2 separate regions of the Gossypium hirsutum genome follow, and region 2 is linked to region 1. A link is a contact called in public Hi-C data. All regions are on one chromosome and are shown on one strand. Each heading gives the region's core, a stretch centred on a gene start, on an enhancer-like site or on the middle of the called end of the contact. The rest is flanking DNA. Distances are from core to core; before and after follow the strand shown. Region 1 holds the start of LOC107926884. Region 2 holds the start of LOC107926863 (WRKY transcription factor 23).

Region 1 (4,996 bases), core at 968-3,467:
TGAGGACAACAAATGGGTCATCATAATAAGTTCTAATCCTGCCACAATTTAACAGCAACTCTAAACACAAATTTTGAGCCAAATAAAGGACCAAGGAATTTTTGAAATTACCACCTCTTTTGAGACCCAACATTCATTGGGATATTTCAATATATTTCTATATTAGCTCTGTAAATATTCATATTTTATATTTACGGGCTCGGTTTATAAAAATAGGGTTCCGAAATTGCATTTCCTAGTACCACTGAAAATTAGGTCATTACATTTCGGACCCTTGCAGTATAACTCGCTAACCTCATAGCATACCCATAAAGAAGCTTGACACGTGTCTCCTAATGAGACCAGCAAAATTGTGGACCAACTCCCAGAACTAGTTTGTGAACCTCGACTTGGTGAACTATAAAATAAAGCGTTTCTAATAAGACTATGTAGGGACCACGTAGAGGACTAAAGTAATTGAGTGTCAATCTCCTTAAGACATCTCATCCTAGGATGTTACGCCATCGTCACTGCCAAGGGCACCAAAGTAGATTCCCATGTCAGTGACATTAGGACACATATCCAGATTTGTCCCCCACTATAAAAGAGCCATGCAAACATGTCACATAGACTCACATAAAAACACTCCTTCCTGATCTCCACACTTTCTCTGAAAAACAAAGATCACTTCCCAACCTTCATCCTCCTCTCCTTTATTCTGCATCCACCTTCTTCCCTTGTTCACCTAACTAGTTAACATGTATTATACTATTATAATGTTATTAGTCAATCCATTTCACTTATAATGTTGATGTAGCCTTTTTCTTTAAAACACTTTTCTAAACCCAACATGTAGGCATAAATTTTATTTTGTTGGTAATGGTGCTTTTAAGAAAAAGTTCACCCTAGCATTTTAACTAGAATAAGTAATTATGTTAACTATTTGTATTAAAAAATGATATTGCAAAAGTAGAGAGATCAAACTATTTTAAATTAAGGTATATGGACTCAAGGACAATGCCATAAAACTGAATTGGGACCCATAAATGAATTATTGATTTTTTATGTCAAAGTATGATTTTAACATTATATTAATTTATATTTTTATAAATTTTGAAGGTATTAAATGATAGATTTATTATTTTGAGAGAGAGCCAAACTCTTTACATGCCCTTGAACTAAACCCTAATTTAGAACTAAAATTAGAATTTACTAGTTGCTTGAATCACAAGTGGAATGATAAATTATCTAGGTTTAAATTTCTAGGTCAAATTCTTCTATTAGAACTTGCACTTTACATAAGTTGTGGATTTAACATCTATACTTTAATTTGGTCATTTTCAGTTCTTATACTTTTAGAATTTAAAAATTTTATTCATGAGCAATGGTAACTATTTAATTCATTAAGTTAAATTATGTTATTTTCAAAATTTGATGCGTTAAATATATTATCGCATGTATAATGTTATGTTAGCTTGTTATTTTCATATATTACTCATGAAAATTTAGTTAATAGATTTAACGATTGTCGTTTGCATTAGGACTAAAATTTTAAAATTAAAAAAATATAGCAACTAAGAATGATACATTTCGAGAACATAAATTAAATCTATAACTGTACGCATAATAAATGACTAACAGTATAATTTAACCAAATAGATTTAGCTGCTACTATTTGGTCAATACTAATTTTAAAATTCGAAAAGTATAAAGATAAAAATTGATCATATTAAAATACATAAACTAAATCCATAACTTACACAAATACAATTCTAATAGCAAAATTTAACCAAATTTCAATCTCTTATATATGTATATATATACAAATGTAAATATTTATTAATTTATATATAAACTAGAAATTGACCTAACATAAAGCATTAAATTGGCCAAAACAGTTATGGTTCAACCATTTGTTTGACTTCATTTTTGATCAAGCAAGGTGCAGTAGAACCTACACCGGAGGCCCCACATGTCTATGGCATTTACCACCGTTGGATTAATCCATCAGATGATGACTGATGTTGATGAAAATGGCCTAAAAGCCAACGACCCTAGTTTTCATGATACTAATAAAGTCCACCACAAAATCATTCACAATATTTGTAGCAGTTTAACTAACAAATCCTACAACTTGAAGACCCCTCTCCAAGTTCCTACATAAAATGCTTTCATAATTAAACTCCTTTCAATTCATATGACTGAAAATCCCTTTTCTTTCATATAACTATCCTATCATGGGTAACTATATTAGCACTGCCACATGCTTTCCATCTGATTCTACAGGGAAAGTAATTCTCTGGGACGGCACGGTTCAGGAGTTCGGCGGGATCGTGGAAGCTGCAGAGCTGATGGTGGAGCATCCGCAGCAAGTGGTCGTGGAGTTCAACGCTGGAGTTCATCAAAAGAGGCTAATCCCATTGCCGGCGGACCATAAACTCGACGTAAAAAAGCTTTACATAATGCTACCTATGAAACGTGGGCAGCCGATCGCGTTGTCGTCGGAGGAAGCTTGTCGTGTACTGTCGAGCGCGAATTCGGTGTCGAGATCAAAGTCGATCTTATCGTCGTCCCCGAAGTGTGTTCCTTTGTTTGCGAGGATTTGCACTGCGGATTATCGTGTACTCGAAGGGATGGGACAAAAGTTGCAGTTGCAGAAGAAGGAAAGTGCCGGCGGTGAGAGGCCGGAGGAGAGTGGATATTTGACGGAGTTGTTTCCAGAGAGTTGGGAAAATCCGCCGGTGTATTTGAATAGGCAATTTTCAGGCAAGGGATGGAAACCCAGCTTGGATACTATAAAGGAGAAGAAGGTTGAGAGAGAGTTTAAAATCCCACATTGGTTGTTTTAGGTTTTTTGGAGTCATTTTTATGGGATTCATGCTGATTAAGCCTACTAATATTTATCTTGAAAAGTCAAACCCAAGTCACCTCTTTAGGAATACATAATGCCTTAGCGGTTGTTTTAGTTTTAAAAACCTAATTAATATTATAGGTTAATGCTGTAGTTTATATTCATCTAATCACATTATCAATAAACCAATGTGTAATTTAAAATAAATAAAATTATTATATTTTTAATAAAAATGCATATCTTTTAATGCATCAAATATTAATTTAATTTGTGAAGAATGCAAATGCATGGTAATAGTGGGAAGAATTTATAATGTTAATTGGTTAGGGGTTTTTTACTTCTTTGTGCAAATTATGTTCAAATTATTACAGGGGAAGCTTTTGCGTTTGGCCAATAAATTACAATGGGCACAAAAGATGACTTTATTTTATTTTAATTTAGTTGATTTTACTTTATAGTAATAATATTATTATTATTATTATTATTTAAATTAAATTTGATAAATAAGTGGTTAGGTGTATTGGTAAAACATATTTTATTTTCAAGATAAAAATTTAGGTTCAAACTTTAGAGGTAATTTTACTGAAAAAAGTAATCATGAATCTCTCAAACGGACATGAAATATATGTTTAGGTTAAAAATATTAGAATATAAATATATTTAAAATATTGAACTTCAGTCTATTTATTAAGCTTGGCAAAAAAGAAAGAAAGAGAAAACTTGTTTTCATTAAGCTATGTAAATTTACCACTTTCAAATTTTTATTTTAATTACGTTTAGTATTGTGTGGTATTTATTCGAATATTCATGAATATTTAATTTACTTTCTTTTATATATAAATATTTTAATTATTGTTTGCATCTTATTTGAAATAGTTTTAGATATTAATGGTTGGACATAAATTTAAAGATTAATATTTATATTTTTAAATAACAGATTTAAATATCTAAATTGATTACTTAATTTTCCTCTTAAATTTTTTTATTTAAAAAATGTAGTAATTAATTAATTCAAATAGTAATATCCAAATTTAAAAGTGTTAATAAGTGGAGTTGGGATGAAATCTAATTTTAAAATAATTTTGAGGCCTGAGCCCAAGCTATCTTGATTAGCCCAAAAGGCTTGTTTTTCAGTTTTAAAAAATGATTTTATTTAAATTTAATTATGAATTAAAAAAAAATATGCAATCCATTTGTTAAAAAGGAAGAAGAGAAAGAAATGGGAAGTGAAGAAAAGTAAAATTACTAAAGCAGCCCAATTTAGCCTCATTGATGGGCTTCTAACCTTCTCACCTGTAATTAACGAGGTTTCTTTCTCCTCCTCTATTTCCGGTCCTACCCTCAAAACTCATTTTGTTCAACAGCTTCCCAATGTTGGGATATTTTAAATATTATTACAAGATTAAATAAATATGTGTGTTATAAATAATTATAAAACGAAAAAACCATAATTCAAAAATATAAAAATATTTTTTTATTAATTAATAAAAAAGATTTTTAAAATGAAGAAGAAGAATTTCATAAACCTTCCAAAATCTGACCCACTTTAAAATAAATGGCCTTATAAGAATTTTAGCATCTATACCTGCGACTCCAACATTTCCAACCACAATGTATTCATTGCTCGTGTCATTTTACTCATTTGGTTTTTCTCGTACAACACAGTTGAGTTGAGAACCAGTTTCGTGAAAAAGGCAAATTCAGAATCCCAAAGTTACAAAAAGACCCTTTCTTTTTCCCCTAGATTCGCAGTTCAATATCAGATGCCATAAATAATACAAAAATCCCTTCAGTCTTCTGCCACAATCATACGTCACATCTTTCAATTCTGGTTTTACTCCTCTACTATGTTTGAATTGTAGATTAATACTAATATTTTTATTTCCCATCATTTAGTCATTTACTTTAATGCCATGATTACTTTCTACCATTTTTTTTTTTACTGTTATCCTGTTATACAATTAATAACCACAATAATTAAAGTTTCAAAAGAGCAGTGAGCGAGGTATCAAAATTATAAATTTAACCCCAATTTATATTAACAATAAATTATAAATATAATTTATCTATCCAAATTAAATTTTACAGAGGCTTCAAAATATTTGTTTATAATAACAATGAGTTAATCTAAGTCAAATATTTATTAATTTCAAAAATAATAATAAC
Region 2 (4,522 bases), core at 248-2,747, 280 kb before region 1:
GGAAAAAGAGAACCAAATAAGAAAAACTATTTAACTAAGCTCTTCCATTTGATAAAAAAGCAAAACCAAGTTATACAGTGCAGTAATCTCCACTTTGTCGGCAAGAAAATTACATACCAGAATGAACTGATCACCCAAGTCAGTGAGGGAATTTTTTGCATTTACATATATATAGTGATAATGGGTTTTTGTAATTCTACTCTTCTTTCAGCATATGGGATGGTATAACGTCTTGAAGCAGGCCATGGTCTTTAAGCAAAGACGATCCCGGGCTGCAAAATCGCCTCTCGTGGTGAAAATTACCGGCGTTAATGGAGCCATTGTTGTGTCCAAAGTTCAAAGGAGACAAGGTATTGACAAATGGCTGTGGGTGCTGCTGATAGTGATAAGGAGCAGAACCGGCGCCACCACCGAGACTGGAGCGAGGCATGATGGGGCTGGGATGAGTGTGCTGGCCTTCGTAAGTGGTGATCACCATGCTGGGATCAGTGAAAGATCTCTCCACCCTTTTTTTCACGTTACATGAGGTGGTGGTGCAACGATAATAACTCCTGCGGGTTCCAAAAATAAATTAAAACCATGGAGGTCGTCTGAAAAATTACCTAAAATGGGGTTAAAAAAGCTTGAAACTTTGAAGTTAGTACCTAGGAAAGGAGCTGTTTTTTACAGCTTTTTGGCCGTACTTTCTCCATCTGTACCCATCTTCTAAATGATCAACCTCGCTCTTTGTCATGAACGCGAATCTCGGCTCTCTCTGTCTCTTCTGATTTGTCTTCTTGGGTTTCAACCTAGACCCACCACCATCACAAACGCCAAAAACACACACACCTCATCAGTTTTCAAATGGGAAAAAATAGGGTGTTTCACTTTGACTGTTTTAAGAATAAAACCCAAAACACAAGACATAAAAGGACCCAGGCTTGTAGTACTCACTGTTTCTTGGTCTTTTGCTGGTCTTCTTCTTGGTCATCGTCGACTTGAATAGGTTCATCATTGACAGCCTCGCTTGAAGCTGATGAAATCGAGGATGAGTTGGGGGTTGCAGGCTGATAATTAAAACCCTCGTTTTTCGTAGAACAAGGATTCAAAGCCTGGTTTACTACCGCAGATGGAGCTTGTTGTTGTCCCATATCGAACAAAGGAGGGTTCAAGTCTTGAACACCCAACAACTCCATAAACCCTAATGGCATGTTCTCTCCTCCTTCACAGCTCCAATCAAATATACTTTGCAATGGGAAATAATCAGAAAAGGAGGAGTTCCCCAACACCTCCTCCATCTTTAATACACCCTCTTTTCTCTCCATGAAAATCAGTCAAATCAAAAAAAAGAAAGCCCCAAATATTGTATCTTCACCAAAAGGTCTCGCAGGCAGCACAGCCACAAGGGGGAAAGGGAGAAAGAAGAAAGAGTAGCGTAGGGTTTGATGTGATTTATAAGGTAGGTGTGAAAGAGACCTTTAGGTTTTGGACAATAAAGTGGAGATTTTTAGCTAATGGAGTGAGACAGAGAGAAGAGTATGTATAGCAATATGGGAAGAGAATTAAAAAAAGGGATTGACTGGCAATTACAGGTCAACTTTTTGAGCTGAAATTCAACAGTGCCGGTTGTCTCTGCGTGACCTCATCGATTCGGACAGTACATTTGGTCCGACGCTTTGAAACCTGGATTTTGACTGCATTTTAATCCATTTCATGGTGTGAACATCCGAGTTCTTCTCTTTTGAATATAATTATTTTTATTAAAATTTGAGGGGAAAAAAATCACAACAAAAGGAAACCTGAACTAGGTGTGAAAATAAAGGGCATAAATCAAATGCATATATGCTCAAATATTCACTTTTTATTTGTAGAAATTTATTCACTTATTCAGTCGGTGATAATGGTCATCTTTTCTTTTGCAGCCGACCAAAATCTCCATGTAAAAGAAAAGGAGAAGATGAAAGATCGAAATTCTCTTTATTTTGGCTTTAGGATTTGGATTTTAGAGTGCGAAGAAATTATAGTGAAACAAAAGAAGAAAAAATAGGATTAATTTCACTAAAGGTCCCTATACTATTGTTTAGATTTTAAAATAATCCTTATACTTCAAAATGTTCAAATTGAATTCTCAAAATATTACTATATCAACCATGTTCTTTCACCAATTTACCAATCAATTTTAGTATTAAATGTTAGCTCGGAGTATATTAATACATTAATTAAATTGTAAGCACATGTATATTCATAGCATAGACATCTTAAAATTTACATGCTGAAAAATAAATTAGATGGCGTCAAAAAAAAATTAAAGGGCTATTTCTTTCTTCAAAACATGTTAGATCCAATGCAATAGATTTACAAATATTTACAAGTTTAGCTCCAAATTCCAGCTAGCATTTAACATACAAGATATTAACAAGATTAATAGGGAGACTTGATTGATATTATTGCAATACTTTAATAACTCAATTAAAATATTTTAAATTTCGTTAAAATTTGGACTATAATTTGAGGATGTTAGGTATTATTAACCCAAGAAAAAAATTGCACGTGAGATTTAGCATGACATGAGGCACAAAACAAGGGATTCGAATTTGATCCTCCATGGGCACGCTGACATAATTTGCGTGTAATCTCAACTTACCTTTGTATACCTTCAATAATTCGGTTCTTCACTTTTTCTGGATTAGGGATTTAATTTAACTTCTTCTTTTTCACATATAACTTTCTTTTTAATTAGTAAATATTTCATTGTGATATCAATACCTTCAAAAAAAAGGTAAGGATGAGAGTTTTTTTTTTAAAATTATTATATGCATGTTTCATGTTTTCATTATTTATTTTATTTAAAACAAAAAAGTTAATATGATTTGATCTTGATTCAACCATATTGATAATGAAAATTTTGAACATATAATATCAAATATAAATTAGCAGATTGAGACTCTAAAAATTTTGATATTTCAAATTTTATCCACACTGTAAATAAATCAATTGGAATTATTATAACTTTATAAAATTAAAAAGGAAAAACTAGACCAAGTTCGTACATTACTATATATGAGTTGTTTAAAAGAGAAAACCAAAATAGATAATGGAACTGTTTTTGATGCAAAATTATGATCATATATGTCTTTGTTCTTCACTTGATTCCATGTCAACCAGTCCCACCTACTGTCTCCTGATTATTATTGCATGAAATTCTCCCTCTAATGCCCCAATTAACACTTTAATAGACCGCATTAAATACCATTCTCAACTTTAAAATATTTTAGGAGATTGAGCTTTACAGTTGTTATTTTTATAGCAATTAAGAATTTACAACAAACCAACAATTTTGATGTCTTCTCAGACATAGATTGAGCTTGGAGCTTGTGTTTTGAGATATCCCCAAAGGACAAAGATGAAAATAAGGAAGTAAACTAGCTTTAGATGATAAAGAGACAAAGAGTGTGCATGAATGTATAAGAGTCACATATGAGTATTTATACCTAGCATTCAAATTATGGTCAATGGTTGTCTATTTTACCATGTTATTTCATTAGCTTGCTTGGTTTCTTTTGGTGACCAATTTGTTGCTCCTCTAATCTTGATTGCTTAGGCTTCTTCATGGTAATGTACTATCATGTCTTGATTCTTTGACCAACATCTAGATAAAGTAAGGATCTCTTAGAGTGGTTAGATAAATTTTGCATAAAGAAACATAAATTGAATTATTAATTGTTTTTAATATCAAAATATATGAATAAATTGTTTTGGATCTATCTTGTTGGAATGAATTTCGAATTTTCTTTCCTTGATATTATTAATCAATTACATAATATGAAATCGTAAATTCATAATTAAATATATATTTTTTATTAGAACCCAGATTCTTATACTACAATTTTAGACGATGTAAAATCTCTAAACTTCTATCTTAACTACTAAGTCAAAGCCTTATTCACCATGGGGTGTGAAATTAAAACAAAATAGGCCAAGCCACACGATACACGGCCCGGGTGTCGCGATAAAGGCGAGCCTTTCGCCACCTTTCTCACTCCCACATTGCACTTTGCCTAATCAGGCTTTGCTTTTCAAGGGACCCACTTTTGTTATTTTCATTTTATTTGTGTTATCAGAAGCACGCCAAGATCCACGTGGTTTGATCCAACGGGTGAGATTTGCTTACAGTTTGGCCTCATGTTATCACACTACAAGACATTTTATTATATGACAAATCACTTCACTTTTTTCTAAAAAATAAAATCTTCTTTATGATTTGCGATCACTGTTTAACTTATTGAAAACGCATTTAAATGGGGTTTTCTTCTAGAATTTTACTTTTTTTCTTTTACATATATAGAAAGTTAAAGGGAGCATGTTTGTACGGCAATTTTGGAAGAGGTCACGCTTTCAATATCTTCATACTTCTACCCTTAACATCAAATTTCGTATACAAATTTAGTTAACCTTTTTTGTACTAAAAAATAATTAACTCCATCCATAATAAAGTGTAAACAATATAAGTTAGCAAATAACTTGAAAAAAGATTATAACTATA

Evidence for each region. Hi-C and Micro-C count contacts between places; a contact is called where the count stands out from the background.
Region 2: a contact with region 1 is called in a Hi-C map of leaf, with 2.1 times the contacts expected there. The contact joins the promoter of LOC107926863 here to the promoter of LOC107926884 in region 1. A contact is called at or near these places in 2 of 34 Hi-C or Micro-C datasets (both in leaf).

The regions. Positions count from the first base shown.
Region 1 is chrA08:94,816,746-94,821,741 of Gossypium_hirsutum_v2.1, reverse strand. LOC107926884 reads left to right here and starts at 2,217. Exons shown (of 1, transcript XM_016857821.2): 1 at 2,217-2,828. The coding sequence starts at 2,217. The coding sequence ends at 2,828.
Region 2 is chrA08:95,099,681-95,104,202 of Gossypium_hirsutum_v2.1, reverse strand. LOC107926863 (WRKY transcription factor 23) reads right to left here and starts at 1,497. Exons shown (of 3, transcript XM_016857802.2): 1 at 934-1,497; 2 at 645-788; 3 at 30-551. The coding sequence starts at 1,304. The coding sequence ends at 197.